Regions from separate parts of the Capra hircus genome. Here region 1 is linked to region 2. Evidence: chromatin contacts called from public Hi-C data. All regions are on one chromosome and are shown on one strand. The core of a region is the stretch at or near the end of the contact, and the rest is flanking DNA. Distances in the headings are between cores, read along the strand shown.

Region 1 (2,700 bases), core at 191-2,690, 110 kb before region 2:
GCTCAGTTCCGACCTGGGGGAAATGGTTACGGAGTCCGATGAGAATTTTCAGCCGAGTATGGAGGGGCCCGACAAATTCGGAGGAGGAGCCGGCCTAGCGAATCTGCGAATTATTTAGTGGGTGGAGCCAAGGCTCCGCGCACAGAGGGCGTGGTCAGCGTGCGGAGCCCGGCGTCTTCGGGGCGCTTCCTGTAGGACCCTCGGAAACCCGGGCGGGCTGGGAGGGGTGCCCAGGAGATGGAAAAATACCACCAACAACGGTGACTCAGGCTGTTTGGCGCCTCACGTAATGCAAGGAACGTTTTCCTCCCATTATCCTCTTTGGGCAGTTTTTTAAGATGCCCATTTGACAGATGGGGGACACTGAGGCCGGCAGAGGGTGCCCCACTTTGCCTGTACTGACCCGCCATTAGTGATTAAATCTTAGTCTGTATCAAAGTTATGCGATAAGGGTGGGTCCTAAAGGATCTTGAACCGGTCCTGTAAAAAACGATAAATTAGGTCGTACGTGAACTAGGGTGGGCTGGTCGATTTCCCAGATTATCATGGTCCCAGTGCCCGCCGTTTTCAGTAACCGTTTTGTGCCGTTTTGTGCAACCTTCTGCCCCGCCTCCCTTACGCAGTCCCGCCGCTCGAGGGCAGCACCAGCCCAGGCTTAAACCTGAGACTTGGGCTGAGGTCGCCCTGATGCTCAGCACCCTTTTTCTTAGTAAGCTTAGACGCAGGTATCTTGGTCTCAGGGTAATGGCACTCCCAGGCACTGTCAGAGCTGAGGGGATGCCCTAAGTTCCAGACTTTTTGATGTATGACCTTGGGCAAGTCACTAACTTCAAAAAGCTTTAGATTCTTCCTCGGAAAATAGATGTTAATTACTGTTATGCAGAACTATTGTAGGCATTAAAACTGCAGGAAAGGCCCCTGAGGCCTGGTTCATGTAAATTCACACTTTAAGGAACAGGAAAAGCGATTTGTCCAAAATCTCAACACCAAAAGAACCCTTCTGGGAGAGGCTTAGGACCCTTAACAAATTTAAGGAAAATTAGGCTGAAGAAATAAATTTACAATGGAAACAGGGGTAATGAAATCAGATTCTTTCTCTGGTCCTAGTTGAAAGATACTCCTTTTCTCAAGCGAAAGATTCCCCTTGTGATAGTAAAGGTGGTTCAAGTTTTCCCTGACTGGGTGTGTGGCTTTCGGAAAGATCCTCAACCTTCTTAGGTTGAGGCTTCCTTATCTCTGAAATAGTAGTCATAAAGACTTGTCTCTTGAGGTGATTGTTAAATCAGTTAAATAAGCTAAATAAGATGACCTATGAGAAGCCCCTAGTATGTAGTAGTTACTCAAGAAAGAAACTTACACTAAAAGAAACTTAATGTTGTTCAGTTGCTAAGTCTTGTCCAACTCTGCAACTCCATGGACTCCAGCATGCCATGCTTCCCTCTCCTTCACTATCTCCTGGAGTTTGCTCAAATTTATATCCATTGAGTTGGTGATGCTATCTAACCATCTCATACTCTGCTGCCCCTTCTCTTGCCTTCAATCTTTCCCAGCATCAGGGTCTTTTCTACTGCCCTTCACATCAGGTGGCCAAGAACTGGAGCTTCAGCTTCAGCATCAGTCCTTCCAATAAATAAATATTCAGGGTTGATTTCCTTAGGCTTGACTGATTTGATCTACTTGTAGTCTCAGCGATTCTCAGGAATCTTCAGCACCACAATTTGAAGGCATCAGTTCTTCAGCACTTAGCCTTCAACTCTTGCATCCATACATGGCAACAGGAAAAACCATAGCTTTGACTATACGGACCTCTGTTGAAAAAATGATGACTCTACTTTTTAATATGCTGTCTAGGTTTGTCATAGCTTTCCTTCTAAAGAGCAAGTTTCTTTTAATTTCGTGGCTGCAGTCACTGTCTGCAGTGATTTTGGAGCCCAAAGAAATAAAAATCTATCACTGTTTCCACTTTTCCTCCTTCTGTTTGCCATGAAATGATGGGGCTGGATGCCATGCTCTTAGTTTTTTGAATGTGAAGTTTTAAAACAGCTTTTTCACTCCCATGCTCAGTGGAAGAGACAGACCCTGGACTCAGTAACAAGATTGCAAAACCCTTTAGCCTAACTCAGTCTCCGCATTCAGAAACTACTGGGCCCTGTCAGCACTAGAAGGGAGTCAAGCCTGGAACCTTCTCTGCTCCACCCCTATCCTGCCCTCAGGGATACTTGCCTCCACTTGGCTCTTAAGAACAAGTCCCTGTTCCCGAGGAGGCCTCCTCTTTACTCCATTCACAGCCACAGCGACATGTGTAAAACACAATTTATTATACAAAACTAGGTGCATCAAAAATTCAGTGTCAGAATAGTTCTGTATTCTAAGGGCTATGGAATGGACCTTCTCCCTTATCACCCCAATCCTTGCTAGGGAGTCAGGCTGGACACGCGGCACCCCCAGCCCTGGACCAGGAGAGTAGGAATCAGTTATAGAAGCATGAATGTGTGTCTAGGGCAGTGAGGCAGGCATTTGAACCTCCTCCAAATAGGGAAGCTCTCCCTTGGAAAGGCTGGACCTATTCTTGGGGGAGAAACACCTAAATCCCTCTCTACCCAAATGCCAAAGCGAGAGCATGGAAATCAAAATCTGAGGATGGGGGAAAGCTTCAAAAAAAAAAAAAAAAAAGCCAACCATAAAACAGGTTCTACAAAA
Region 2 (2,700 bases), core at 8-2,507:
GTTTTATACCTTTCTAGAGTTTCAGTAATTCTATCAGTTATTATTTTTACACCTTCTTGGAGTTTGGGTAATCCTACTCGATCCAAAAGAAAAAGGCAACTGTCTCAGAATCAGCTAAGGCTACAAGTTCCGGTCAGACATAGGACCAGGATACACTGTTCCAAAGAGGCAAACCTGAGCTGACCATTCATTGCCCCCAGCACCTGTTCACCATAAAGATTTTCCTGTTTCTTATGGAGCTTCTAGGGCTTCCCTGGTGGCTCAGACAGTAAAGAATCCACCTGCAGTATAGGAGACCCAGGTTCCATCCCTGGGCCAGAAGATCCCTGGAGAAGGGAATGGCAATCCATTCCAGTATTCTTGCCTGGAAAATCCCATAGACAGAGGAGCCTGTCCATGGGGTCCTGAAGAGTCAGATATGACTGAGCGATTAAGCATGCAACCATGTACAGGGAGCTTTTCAGTCCCTCCTTTCCTCCATCCCTCTCTCCTTCCCTCCCTTTCTATCTTCTTCTTTCCTCTCTCTTTGTTTTGTATGCTTTTAAAAAAAACTTTTCATATGGAGATTTTTTTTTTCCCTTTTGGAGATATGTATAGAATCTTACTTTCCTGACCAGGACTCGAACCCAGGCCCTTGGCAGTGAAATTGCAGAGTGCTAACCACTGGACAAACAGGGAATTGCCCTTTACAGGTTTATATTGATCTTTCCAGTTTAACGAAGGAGTTCTAGGCCCTGCCTTCCTGAAGGCCTGTGGCTCCCAAGATACTTCCCATACTATTATCCCCACCTGATTGCTGAACAAACTGAGGCTTTGTAAAAAGTTATGTAACTTGCCTAAAATCACACTGCAAATAAGTGTAGAGCTGCCCGGTTCTATCCGATTTTATAAACAGTTCCCACAGGACCCGGCCTCACCCTCTGCCCGCTGTCAGAAATGGGTCGTTTACAGACTGTCCAGCAAGTTGCCCGATTTAGGGCTCCCAAGGGAAGGTCTTCCTAGTCTCGGGTGGGCTGCGGAGAAAACACAACAGATTCTTCTTTCCTCCCTGCAGGATTCGGGAGTGAGGGTGACCAGGAGAGCCCTTCACGAGAAAGGCCTGAAAACAGAGCCTCTCAGGCGGCTTCTTCCCAGGAGAGGCCTCCGGACAAACGCCCGGCCCAGTTCCGCGGGGCCGCCGCCGCCGGAGCCCAGAGCTCCCGGGGGAGGAAGCAAGGCCCCGAGGGCACCCCGGACGATCCCCCAAGGGAAGGGGAGGTGAGCCGGCTCCCCAGGCAAGGCGAGGCCCCGAGGCTTCCCTTGGCCGCCCCAAGATCCAGCCACCCACCCGCTCCCCCCCGAGGGCGCAGAGAGCTTCCCAGCTCCACGGCCACCGTGGGATCATCGGGGGCACGCGACCCCAGCCTGCCCCGAACCTAAGGTCACAGCACCCGTCTGGCTCGCCACCGCCACCGACACCCGCACAGAGCAGGATCAACGGCCCCCCAAGTGCGGGAAAAGCTCTGGGCACAATCTGACCCCGTTGAGCGCCTGAGGACGCATCGCAGCCAGAGTGCGGGCGGGGCGCCGGGCCTCCACCCGGGAAAGGGCAGCCCGGGACGCGCCCCCTCTGCCCCGAGGCGGCGCGCGGAGACCCTGCACCACATGCCCTCCCCACTCCCTCCCTCCGGCCTCCCCGGAGGCCAAGCTAGCGGGTGGGTTCATCCCTCACCTGACGACCGACCTGCAGCAAGACCTCCCCGAGGGGCCAGCCTCCCCGCAGGCCCCTGTGGGTACGAAGAAACCGACCTGGGCGGCCGGGGAGCGCCCAGCGCTTCTGGCACAGCCCCAGCGGACCGGAAAATCCCCACCTGGAGAAGGCCTAGGGCCTTTGAGCGGCTCACTCGCTGCACTGCTGGGCCTGTCCTAGGAAATGTCGACGTCTCCGGTTGATTGAGGGCTTACCCCGTGCCAGGCCTTGCGATTTTTGAGAATGATCTCATTCAATCCTCACCATATCCCTGGGCCATTGCTGTTCTCATTACATTTTACAGAAGGAGAAACTAAGTCTCAGAGAGGTTAAGGCGTCAGCTTAAAGTCACACAGCCAGAATGTGGCGGAACCAGCATTCAGACCCAGGTCTGCCTGCCTGACCCCACAGCCCTACGGAGGGCTCTGCTGCTTCTGCTGGCACATGAGTGAGGGGTGCCGGTTTGACGGGACATGTGCTTGTGAAGCATCCATTTTTCTCCTGGTGATTATATAAAACACTTTTTATTCTAAAGTGAGCAGATACTCACCGGAATGCAAGTGAACATTTGCACCAGCGATTGAGATGCAACTTGTGACATCATAGGAATTTTATGCCAAGTCCAGTGCTTCAAGCTCAGCCCCTGGCTACCTGAGGTGCCCTCTTCTCAGACCTCTGCCTTCAGAGGGATGGTGACCAGGGACGCTCTGCCCCTGGACCAGCTCCTGGATAGAACCTTCATGGAGGCCAAGGAAGATGGCCTTTCCCCAGTTTTTCATCCCATTGAGTTGCTTAAGGACATTCATCCAGTTTCTCTGCCCTAAAGTTTCCAAATTTCTGACAGATATCAATCTAGGATTGGGGATTGGAAACCTGGAAATCTTAGGAACTCCTGAAATCATATCATTCTGTGTATTTCCTAACTTTCTATATCTTTTTTTAATAAATAAGAAATACACTTTTAGTAGCAG

The links. A called contact is a pair of places that touch in the nucleus more often than the background predicts.
Region 1: a contact with region 2 is called in a Hi-C map of blood, with 1.9 times the contacts expected there. The contact joins the promoter of SETD1A here to the enhancer-like site in region 2. A contact is called at or near these places in 2 of 5 Hi-C or Micro-C datasets (both in blood).

The regions. Positions count from the first base shown.
Region 1 is chr25:26,962,461-26,965,160 of ARS1.2, reverse strand. SETD1A (histone-lysine N-methyltransferase SETD1A) reads right to left here and starts at 1,440. Exons shown (of 19, transcript XM_018040024.1): 1 at 1-1,440. It overlaps ORAI3 (protein orai-3), which reads right to left. Exons shown (of 2, transcript XM_005697716.3): 2 at 2,296-2,700.
Region 2 is chr25:26,849,583-26,852,282 of ARS1.2, reverse strand. BCL7C (B-cell CLL/lymphoma 7 protein family member C) reads left to right here. Exons shown (of 6, transcript XM_018040874.1): 6 at 1,055-2,700. The coding sequence ends at 1,261. Among named protein-coding and RNA genes, the nearest start is that of ZNF629, 31 kb to the right of the region's middle. Within about 2 kb of position 1,257, at least 1 of the 5 cell types and tissues checked has an H3K27ac peak or open chromatin away from gene starts, as enhancers often do.